4 separate regions of the Mus musculus genome follow, and regions 1, 3 and 4 are each linked to region 2. Evidence: chromatin contacts called from public promoter capture Hi-C data. All regions are on one chromosome and are shown on one strand. The core of a region is the stretch at or near the end of the contact, and the rest is flanking DNA. Distances in the headings are between cores, read along the strand shown. Region 1 has its middle 37 kb from the start of AY702102. Region 2 has its middle 17 kb from the start of Zfp217. Region 3 overlaps Bcas1 (breast carcinoma amplified sequence 1). Region 4 has its middle 32 kb from the start of Gm34542.

What was found. Capture Hi-C pulls out chosen DNA fragments and counts their contacts.
Region 1: a promoter capture Hi-C map of adipose tissue shows a contact between it and region 2. The contact joins two enhancer-like sites. A contact is called at or near these places in 1 of 39 promoter capture datasets (stem cell-derived epiblast-like cells) and 2 of 9 other capture datasets (adipose tissue and pancreatic islet).
Region 3: a contact with region 2 is called in a promoter capture Hi-C map of adipose tissue. The contact joins two enhancer-like sites. A contact is called at or near these places in 2 of 39 promoter capture datasets (the C10 cell line and neutrophils), 1 of 484 Hi-C or Micro-C datasets (the N1E-115 cell line), 8 of 115 datasets of contacts at active chromatin or transcription factors (acute myeloid leukemia, bone marrow-derived macrophages, embryonic basal ganglia and 4 more) and 2 of 9 other capture datasets (adipose tissue and pancreatic islet).
Region 4: a promoter capture Hi-C map of adipose tissue shows a contact between it and region 2. The contact joins two enhancer-like sites. A contact is called at or near these places in 14 of 39 promoter capture datasets (3T3-L1-derived adipocytes, the C10 cell line, the HPC-7 cell line and 9 more), 2 of 484 Hi-C or Micro-C datasets (Sertoli cells and stem cell-derived neural progenitor cells), 21 of 115 datasets of contacts at active chromatin or transcription factors (the HPC-7 cell line, the SCID.adh cell line, bone marrow-derived macrophages and 15 more) and 3 of 9 other capture datasets (adipose tissue, liver and macrophages).

Annotation. Positions count from the first base shown.
Region 1 is chr2:169,924,803-169,927,502 of GRCm38.p6, forward strand. It overlaps a transcript of Tshz2 not described here. Among named protein-coding and RNA genes, the nearest start is that of AY702102, 37 kb to the right of the region's middle. Within about 2 kb of position 1,364, at least 13 of the 459 cell types and tissues checked have an H3K27ac peak or open chromatin away from gene starts, as enhancers often do. A contact at or near this core is called in adipose tissue, where this site is marked.
Region 2 is chr2:170,146,585-170,149,284 of GRCm38.p6, forward strand. It overlaps a transcript of Zfp217 not described here. Among named protein-coding and RNA genes, the nearest start is that of Zfp217, 17 kb to the left of the region's middle. Within about 2 kb of position 1,322, at least 155 of the 459 cell types and tissues checked have an H3K27ac peak or open chromatin away from gene starts, as enhancers often do. A contact at or near this core is called in the N1E-115 cell line, adipose tissue, fibro-adipogenic progenitors and 1 more, where this site is marked.
Region 3 is chr2:170,400,249-170,402,948 of GRCm38.p6, forward strand. All of the region lies in intron 4 of Bcas1 (breast carcinoma amplified sequence 1), which reads right to left. Among named protein-coding and RNA genes, the nearest start is that of Bcas1, 26 kb to the right of the region's middle. Within about 2 kb of position 1,288, at least 68 of the 459 cell types and tissues checked have an H3K27ac peak or open chromatin away from gene starts, as enhancers often do. A contact at or near this core is called in the N1E-115 cell line and adipose tissue, where this site is marked.
Region 4 is chr2:170,286,320-170,289,019 of GRCm38.p6, forward strand. No RefSeq gene overlaps it. Among named protein-coding and RNA genes, the nearest start is that of Gm34542, 32 kb to the right of the region's middle. Within about 2 kb of position 1,327, at least 141 of the 459 cell types and tissues checked have an H3K27ac peak or open chromatin away from gene starts, as enhancers often do. A contact at or near this core is called in adipose tissue, fibro-adipogenic progenitors and heart atrium, where this site is marked.

The sequences.
Region 1 (2,700 bases), core at 114-2,613, 220 kb before region 2:
CCCTTTCTCTTACTCTCTCTCTCTCTCTCTCTCTCTCTCTCTCTCTCTCTCTCTCTCTCTCTCTGTCTCTTGTCTCTATCTCTCTCCCTCCCTCCCTCCCTCCCTCCCTCCCTGTCTTAGTCAGGGTTACTATTGTTGTGATGAAACACCATGACAAAAAGTTTACACTTACATATCACTGTTCATCATTAAAGAAGTCAAGACAGGAACTCAAGCAAAGCAGGAACCTAGAGGCAGGAGCTGGTGTAGAGGCCATGGAGGGGTGCTGCTTATTGGCTTGCTCCCTATGGTTTGCTCAGCCTACTTTCTTAACCCAGGACCACCAGCCCAAGCATAGCATCAGCCAGAGGCTGGGCCCTCCCCCATCAATCACTAATTAAGAAAATATCTTAGAGCTGGATCTCATGGAGGCATTTTCTCAACTGAGATTACTGCCTTTGGATAACTAGTTTGTGTCAAATTGACATAAAACTATACTGCACATACCCCTTCTTTTCTTCTTCTTCCTCCTCCTCTTCATCCCACTCCTAACCTCAAAGTACATTGTAGTCTTTACAAAGTATTCAGCCAAATATCTAAGTCTTCTTTTTGTCTCAATTCTGAGAACTTCCCTCATGAAGCAGAAATTGCCCATGTTGAGGCACAAGCCTGTCCAACTCATAAGGTTTGTGGTAATCATGTATTGCCCTGTAGATAAGACTCTGTGTCCAACACTTGTAAACTGTATGCATGCACTTCTCAATGGGGGCGGTCTCCCAGGCAGGAGGGAGCAATGGGAGCCTGAAAATCTTCTTCTTCCTGGGCAAAGCCCCAGCTCAAGAGATGATAGATAGTCCCAGAATCCCATCTCGCCCATAGAAAAGAGAGGCCACGCCCGGTTTGTGAGAGAGCCAGCTTGTTTGGACAAACTAGTCACACTAACGAGGTCCAGTAAGAACTCAAGCAGCTAATTGGAAAATTAATCAGATCACTGGTGTCCCCTGCCCCAAAGATTTATGTAAATAATGTGAACTTGCCATCTCCCCTTAAGTTATAATGTCACATTGGCTTACCACTTCATTAGAGTGAGCTTGTCTTCCTTATAAAAAAAAACACACATATTTTATTCTAAAATAGGTTAATGGGTGTCTGCTTTATGTCTCTCATTTTTAAATGTTTGCCATTGTTTTTATTTTTTCTGACCCAAATGTAATAACTGTTCTTTCAGTTTATTTAGCCATGCTGTTGTTCTCAGCCTTGGGGGCGGCGGTGGGGTCGTGGTTATTCTTGATCTAACCAATTCTTCTCCACCTCATCCCAACCCAATGTTGCTTTCTTAACTCCCCCAGTTGCTAGATAATGAGTCAATATGGGCTCACCGTACGATGTGCAGAGGCCACCTGAAAAGCAGCCAAGGATCCTTTGCCCTAGCTCAGCAAGCCAGCACACAGTACTACACTCTGAATTTTGGCCACGTGTCCCCACTCGCTGGCAATCGTGTAAGCCTGTGATGAGGTGACTACAATTTGAAGTTTTTATTTGACCCCTTCATCTGGATACCAGCATCACTCCCAGATTCCGGAGGACAGTCTTTTCTAAAGATGACATAGGGCCCGTCACGGGATGGTGTGTTCCCCAACATGATTGTGTAGTTCTACTCTTTAAAACTTTATCTTAAAAGTAAACTAAAGAAGGAAAGGAAACCAGAAACCCAGGCATGGTTTCCTCTCCCAGGGTGTATGCCTCTGCTTCTCTCGGGCTGTCCATCCTTCCCTGCCAGCATAGGGCAGCTGTAAAGGAGCCGCTGTGCAAAGCCATGCCAAAGACACTCTGAAAATGTGTTTATAGCTCTCTTACTACAGCCAGCAATTGCAGAGTTTCTTAAGAGCCGTCCCCATGAACCCTCAGTACCTGTTTTCATAACTTCCCACAAGGCATGTACACTTCCGTAGGCTTGGTGACATAGGCAGTGTGTGTGTGTGTGTGTGTGTGTGTGTGTACATGTGTGTGTACATGTGTGTGTACATGTGTGTGTATGCACAAGTGTGTGTATACAATATACACATGTATGCATGCACAAGTGTGTGTGTGTGTGTGTGTGTGTGTGTGTGTGTGTGTGTGTGTGTGTGTGTGTAGGGAGGGTGCTCAAGTGTTGGCCCCCAGGAAACATTCCGGAGGGCCTCCTGCCAGGGCCACCTCAGAGCTGTAGCTTGGCTAAAGCACTTCCATCTCAGCATACCTCTTAAGGTTACAAGAATCATAAAATCGTTCAGGACATCTTGTTCCCTGAGTGCCTTCCCCTTCCCACCCTGATGGCAGCTCTTCAGACCCCTTGGAGGAGGTAGCTTCTGATGCTGATGTGACTGAGACTGGAAGAGCCGGTGTCTGCTCATTGGCTTCATCATTTTCATTCCAGTGGGAGAGCGCACACGTGTGCACAAGTGTGTGTGGAGGCCAGAGGTCAGTATTGGGTGTCTTCCTCAATCACCCTCCATGTGTCTGTGTCTGTGTCTGTGTGTGCACATATGCATATGCATACGTGTGTATGCATGTGTGTGCTCATATGCATGTATGTATGTATGTGCATGTATATATGTATATGCATGTGTGTGCTCATGTGTGTGTATGTGTGCTCATGTGTATGTGTGTGTATAGATATCCATGTAAGAGAGGGGGGAGAGAGAGAGAGAGAGAGAGAGAGAGAGAGAGAGAGAGAGAGAG
Region 2 (2,700 bases), core at 72-2,571:
GAGATGATCCAAGTCTGAAATCAGCCATTGGGAAACTGAGACAAGAGGACCAGCCTAGGCTTCCTAACAAGACTATCTCAAAGAGAAAACAAAAACAAACAAGAATTTAAACCACTAGGCAGCGGTGGCAGACTTCCTTTAATCCCAGCAGAGGCAGATGGATCTCTGTGAGCTCCAGGCCAGCCTGAACTACAAAGCTAGTTATAGGGCAGGCAGGGAAACCCTGTCTCAACAAAACAAAACAACAAACAACCCCCCCAAAAAAACACAAACAAACAATTTAAATCAGGCCAGGGAGACAACTCAGCTGGTAAAGACATTGGGTTCCAGGCTAGATGACCTGTGTTCAATTCCCAGGACTTAAAAAGGTTAAAAAAAAACTCACTCCCAAAAGTTGTTCTTTGATCAACTTTGTATGTGTTCTGTGGTGTGTGCATATACACATATAAATAAACAAAAAAGAACTGAAGGGATTTTCTAATCATGGAAAGTTTTAGTATGAATTAAATAGACCAACAAAGTATCTGTAAAATGTACATCGTTCGTTACTAATTCATGTGAAGCTATATGGTGTTTAGAGATGTATGCAGAAACCTATAGAAAACTGACATGATAAATTAGAATTTATAATACTTTACCAGATGACGGGAGAATTGAATTGAAACAGTTGTGGTTAACACGTTGAAATTATAGAACTGGGTCCTGGGTTACAGGAGAATCAGTTTGCTATTTTTTGCTATTCTATTTACATGCACTTCAAATTTGTTCAGGCTAGTTCTGAATAGTCATTTTTTTTTTCAATAATGGGATACGAATGACCTTTTCTCCACTTCCTGTTTTTCTCTATTTTCCATAAACCTGCCGGTAAAAACCTTTGAAATCAAAGATGTCTTTGACAAAAAAGAAACTTAAAACTAGGATCTAACAACCTAATAAGATGTTTCTCTTGCTATGAAACTTTAGCAGCTGAAAAAGCCATGCTTGGTACCGGTGCATGCAATGTTCTTTTGGGACAGCACTGTGTCATTAGAACCTATGTTGTAAATATGGCCAGATGATAAAAGGACCAGCTGCCATAAAGGCTTTCAAAGATCAAGAAACATCTAAGAAAGCGTGCGCGCGCATACACACACACACACACACACACACACACACACACACACACACACACACACAGCACCTCCTTCCTGCTTCTTAAATGCTAAATGACAAGACACTCTGGTTTTATTTCTAAACTTCCATGCAGTAAGCAGAGAGCAGGGCAGAGTTCTACATACCTCGGTGCTGACTCAGAAAGGAAGGGTTCCACATTCCTTAATTAGCAGTATCAGAAGAGCTCCACTTCCGGCACTGCAGTTCCCATTTCTCCCGACACACTGTGCACAACACCCAAGTCCACGAACAGGATGGTGGTGGGAAAGCCTGGAATGTAGACGGTGCCGCTTAATTTAACGTGTTCTCCTCTATTCGGTTACACATATCCTCTTGTCTTAATGTTTACCAGACAAAGATGTCGAATGAGCTTTGAGACTTCAGACATACGCTATGTATCTGGAGATCACAGTAAGGAATAGATAAACACTAAATTTAAAAATATAGCTGTCTTGGCAGGGCATGCCTTTAATCCCAACCCTCCAGAGGCAGAGGGATTTCTGTGAATATTAGGCCAGTCTAGTCTGTATAGTGAGTCCCAGGCCAGCCAGTGCTAGCTACATAGTGAGACTCTGTCAAAAATAATAATAATGTTAAAAAAAAACAAAAAAACAACAAAAAAAAAACAGCTTTCTCAGCTCCTCGCAGGCAAATGATTCCAAGCTCGGTGGCCAGCTCTTGCCTTTTTAGTGCCATTTACTGGAACTGTTTATGGTCTGTCCTCCAAAGACAAAGCTTTGAGGGAGATTTCCAAGCTCGATTACATAGCCATCCAAAGTGGCATAATTGATCAAGTTTGAAGAGTAGGTGGCAAAGCTATCGCAGCTTAAGGGAAATGTCAAATTCTTAGAGAACATTTTTTTTTCCTTGTAGATACTGGATTTGATAAGTTCAGAGAGCTTTGTTATTGTTGTGGTTCGTCTTTTGTTGGTTTTGTTTGTAAACAAACAAACAAAAAACAGGGTCTCACCGTGTAGCCTGGTAAGACTCATGGCAATTCTCCTGTTTCTGTCGCCTAAGAGAATCACATTCAACCTCGGAAGTGCTAGTATTACACAGAAAGAGCACCACTCCTGGTCAGAGGGTTTTAATAGAGAATAACCCTAAGGAGACAGTCAGCTGATTCAACAATTGGTTTTATAAGCAAGCTCTTTTGAAAAGTATCATTTTATACATTGGGGAAGCCCGAATCTGCTCCTCAACATGCCGCGTGCCATGATTCATGTTACATGACAAATGGACAGGACATCATGTTCGTTTGCCTCTTTATTTAAAGACAGGGTTTCTCTCCGGCTGATCTGAATCTCGTGATCCCTGCCTCACAGGTGTGTGCTTCCTCAAACTGTCTGCAGTCCTTCTGGTAGGTTTCTATTTGTTTTAACTGTAAATAAGACAGAATGACTCGTGCCTGTAGTCTCCACTCTTAAAAGACAGAGGCAGGAGGAGGCCAGCTAGGAGTGCATAGCAAGATCATGTCTGAAAAAGTAAACACACACACACACACACACACACACACACACACACACACCCACATTCAAGCCAGGCAGT
Region 3 (2,700 bases), core at 38-2,537, 250 kb after region 2:
TGCAGCAACAGAAGTACAACCAGGGCAGTCTATAACAGCAAAGGTTAAACAACTTGTGTAACTAGAGAAAGCATAATAATCGTCTCTAGGGTCAAAGTAAATGAGGCTGGGGTTTGGCTCCAGCTCTCAGGTCACCAGCTGAGAGCTTCTTGCAGGACCGGACTGTCTTTGTCCTTAATCTCAACTGTCTGCACTACAATTAATCGCACTAGTAAGGTTCCCAGGACACGCTAGAAGTATTCTTCAGGAAATGCCCAGAAACCTTTAAGCAAACAGGTGTGGGTAATTATTCCCTATGTCAGAAGCCTATGCGTTTTCCTCCGTCTGTTGGCTTCAAAGAGCAAACAGGAAGGCGCTCCGGATAAGCCACCCTAATCTGTTGGGTTGGGGGCCGCCTCTGCCTCACTGGGACTAGGTTTTCGATGAGGAAACCCATCTGTGATCCTCAGTCCCCTCCCTCTGACAAGTGCCAATCAATCCTCAGCCTCCTCGACAGCAGGGTCTTGGCAGCCCAAAGCCGGACTAGGGCTGACTTCATTTTGAATCTTTAGACCAAGAATCAGGGCTGAGAACGCAGGGGCTTCTGAACTGAGCTGGAGGAAGGTGCAGAAACCAGCAACCGGCTCCTTCAATCTCTAGAAATTGGAGCCGGTGCTGCCTGGGATCAAAGGAAAGTGAGGAATGCGGCTTTCCTCTCCCCCGGGGATGCAGGATGCTACAACTGCACCGTGGGTTTTGTCTGCCTCTCTCACTTCCCTTTCTTCTCCCCAGATCATTGGCACCTACACGGAGACCTTAGATTCAGGAAGAAAAAGATGTTTAGCTCATTCTAGGACATACAATTCAGATACTTATTTGCCTAAAAAGAAAGTAAATTAACAAGCACGAAGAAGATACTATTATAATTTTGTGGGTCTCACTGGTAACGGTTTGTTATTGTGATCCCCACCCCGTCCCCTCCCCCCATATAACCACAAAGCTCAGAGTTACTAAGGAAATCAAAGATGTATTATCGATGTAGGGATTTTTGTTTGTTTGTTTGCTTGCTTGATGCTCTTATTTGTCCCACGATTCCTATCCCGATTCACACCAGCTAATAAAAGTGCATTTTCATGTTTTAAGCTCATAGCGGGACTGGGAAGGAATGCAATTGAAGCAATCCAGGAAATGTCAATCAGGAAAGGGCGCCAAAATCTGCCACTGTCGCACAGTGCTGGAGACAGGCTTGTTTGAAAAGCCAGCGTTGTTTCAGAGCAATTGCCACACAAGGTCTGGATCGCTGAGTTTGGGAACTAAGCAGAGAGAAAATCATCTCTTGTGGGCGCCACTGTGATCGGCAAGGGAGGCCTGCAGATGTCCAGTGCGCCTCGGGATGCTCTTGTCCCACGGCGCCACCTACTGGACGAACAGGAGAAATGTTGGCTGTGTTTCTGTTTTGTTTTGTGTTTTTATTGTGTGAAACAGACAAACCAGGCTTGGCAGCTCACGCCTGTAATCCCAGCACTTGAGAAGCGGTGCTGGAGGATTGCAATATTTCTATATTGCAATGCCCTTTCACAATCCCCTCTTAAATTAAAAAAAAAACACCTAAAAATAGAGAAAACATAGAGGAATAAACAAATGAGGAAAGCGTACATCTACTGAGCCATCATGGGAAAGAAATTACTACTACTAATTTCAATATTTCCACTGCCCTTTCATGGTGGGCAAGTGGGTACATGAGGCTGTGGTGGAGAGTTACAACCTAGTGGGTTTTTCTCAATTCTAAACTTTCCTCTTGCAAAGGAAGCTAAAATTAAAAAAAAAAAAAAATCCTTGGACTGGGGATTGATCACTCAAATGCAGTGTGCTTATGTAGCATACACAAAGCCCGGAATGCCATCAGTAGAAAGTCAATAACGTTATGGATAAAATGTTGTCCAGTGCCTCAGTAAATAATTAACTTTAAACTGGGTCATTTGAAAGACAAGTGTACTGAAAAAAAATTTTTTTTAATTGTGTTGTCATCACACAGGGTTGAAACAAATTTCCTAGAGATAGCCATGCTCCTATCTGGGAAATGATCAGATCTCAAGTGGAAATCAAATAAATCTTAAAATGTAAAAGTCTAAGGGCTGGAGAGATGGCTCAGCAGTTAAGAGTCCTTTGCACCCACACAGCAGCTCACAAACTCCAGTAACTACAGCGGCAGGGATCTGACACCCTCTTCCGGCTCTGAGGGTGACACATGCTCATGGTACACAGACAAACGCCCAGACACGTAAAATACAAAGACACACATGCATGCACACATGCACGTGCACATGTACATACGTACATATGTATGTATGCATGTATGTATATTTGTTTGTTTCCACTTTCCTCTGCCATTTAATATATATTACATATTTATATGTATATTATATATAACATATATATATATATATATACACACACATTTATATGTGTGTGCGTTTGCACTCTCCTCTGCCATGTTTTCTGAGAGAGATCTAAGAATTCCTACTAAGAACTGCTTGGTGTTATGCAAAGAAACACAGAGAGAGAGAGAGAGAGAGAGACGCACACACATATGCACACAGACACACACACAGAAACACACACATTTTGTCCTTTTAGATAATGCTTTCCAAATTCTCCTCCCAGTCATTTAAATTTATTTCCTGTCCCAGTTTTTGTTGTTGTTTGTTTGCTGTTGTTGGT
Region 4 (2,700 bases), core at 77-2,576, 140 kb after region 2:
TTCAAATCTGAGATCCCCCTGCCTCTGCCTCTTAAATGTTAGCATTCGAGGCAGGGCCCCCTATGCCTGGCTTGTCCATGTGGTTTCCAATCCGCATAGCAGAAGAGAGACCAGAGACTCAGGAAGTAGCCTGGCCTTGTTTACGGCTTTCATACATTTTATGACAGGGTAGGTCTGTGCCAAAAAACTGATCACCCACCTGTGTGTAGATGAGATCAGCAAAGGCAAGCAAGGTGAAGCACGCCATGGTCGTGCTGGCAAGAATTAACATAAGGACACAAGGAAAGCAGCCTCCTCCGGCCACGAATTGCGTATCTCTCCTCTCTCGCTTCTGTCCACTGAGGGCATTTTTTTTTTTAACTGGGTGGCAGGAACGGTTTCATTAAGTATGTTCCCCGACTTATCAGGTGCCTCTGGTTCTAAAATGTTCATTCCCAGGGCCCTCGGAGAAACCCAGAGATGAAATCTTCCAAGCTAATGATAACACTTCCAGTAGTTTCCACTCCAGGCAGGGCCTAATTATATGTGATTTTTACAGTAGTATCCGCAGATGAGACAGATAAGCCGACTCCATTCTGTCTGGAGTATGTCTTGCGCGGACAACCTTAATTGAATCACTGTTAACCCCTCCCCTTGGCTGCTAACTGGCACTCTGGAAGTGCCCATCGAGGTTCAGCTATTGTCGGAGCAAAGGCTGTTACTGCTCTCTTGTTTGTATTTTAGCCCGGAGACTGCAGGAGGGAAAGGCAGTTTGGCAAGTGTGTAATGATAAAGGAATCATTTGGTTTAAACACTCTCACCTAACAGCTTCTTATTATTGTTCCTAACTTCCAGAGCAATGCTGCTTTGGGCGTGGGTGAGCACACTATTGGGGGAAAGCTTTGATATTACAGATAAAGAAGAAAAAGGAAAAATAAAAATAAAAGCAACAGGGTTCCGCCTTTGAGTTAGGAACGGCCTTTAAAAGGCATCCAAAGAAAGTTGGCTCAGTCTGAACTGGGAGAAGAAAAGGAGCCAGGGAAAGTTTGATTTGACTTCCTCTGCGCTTTGTTTATAGCGAGCGTTGGAGCAGAAAGGCTCGAGAGGGAGAGCCCTGATCCACTTGCTGAATGCAGAGATAGATGCGCGCGAGTGGGTGTCGAATTCACCGTGTGCAGGGGACGAGAAAAGTCCCGATCCACCGGGACCCAGAGTACGTTTCTCAATTCGGTTACGATCTGAAAAGAGAGCCAAGGTCTCGTTGGCGAGTGTCGCCAAGTACTCCCCCGCCCCTTCCCTGTGGCCACAGAAAGGTCTGGTGGGGGTGGACAGGGCAGTGTGGCCAGCCTGTTGCCATGGAGGCGGCTTAATCTGAAGACAGTCGAATTCAAAGCTCACAGTAGAAAGGATGGGATAGCATTGAAATGGTGACCGTTTACTTAGAAGAATGCCCAAGCTGTAGCGCACAGAGATAAGCTGCGGCTGACATCTCTCCAGCCGGCCGAAGCAGCCAAACCGGTTGGGCAACTTTCTTTCTTTTCTTTTTCCTTTTTCTGTTGGATCAGGCCAGTACTGAATAGCAACTAGCAACCTGGGACTGTAGGGAAAAAAGAGAACCCCCCCCCCCCCCCCCCCCCCCCCCCCCGCTTCCCAAGTTCTCCTTGTGTTTGAGAGGAAAAAAGGGAGACCTAGAGATTTAAATAACTTTTCATCTTGAATTTGTTGTTTTCTTGTTTCTAACAAAACTATTTAGTTGATGTCTGCCATGTTGTCTTGTTCAGGAGAGGATTGCCGCTGGTGGGTTAAACCGCAAACTAAGGAAGGGAAACATACAGTGTATCAGAGAATGTATTAGCTTCTGCAGACTTCTTGGAGACTCTCCTCTCGCTGGCCCCTGGGACACCAGAAGGGACTGGGCAAGGTGGAGTTAGAAACGGGGGGGGGGGGGGGGGGGACCAGAGTGAGGATGGAGTGATAAAGGGGACCAGGGGGAGGAGCTTGCTTCGATTGCTTCCTTGGGTGTCTCTATTTCACTAAAGCACTCCTGTGTTAGTGTAAGAATTGCCATGACGCTTCAGAGCCCCGGAAAGAGATTACTGCAAAACTAAGCCCCGGGACATTTTAAGGGGACTGCTACAGCACACAGGCACCTCAGACTTCCTGGGTTAGCATCTGAAGCGCTTCTACCTTGGAGCGCCGGACTCCAACACTTCTCTCCTAGCTCCTGCTTCCGGCCAGGCTGTGTGCTCTCGGTGTTTTGTGGAAGAAACCTGGATCAGGATTTGAGCGACACAAAGCTCGGTGTTCAGTGAACTCTCCCGGTTGTGGCTGAAACACTGCAAAAACAGTTCCTTTGGGGTGGAACTGATCTTGGCGCCAGACAACCATCTTTCCAGTGCTAAGAGGCCTAGTGTCGATGTTTCCAGAAGACTCAGAAATTGCAGGGTTTCGGACTCTCTGAGTTCTTGTTTTACAGGGAGACGAACATTTAAAAAACACAAAGTCATACTTGGCTATTCCTCATAAAGGCTCTCTTGCCCTTCATAGGATGCGTACAGGACTCCTAAGTGTGTGCTTCCGTTTGTGTTTTAAATGGCCTATCTTCTAAGGGGTCAGCCATAGCCTTTGCTTCTCACTGATCTGGAAACAAAAGATTCCAAGGGGAAGTTCGCTTTGTTCCCGGATGCTGTATGCAGATGAGCCTGTTGCTAATAAATTAAG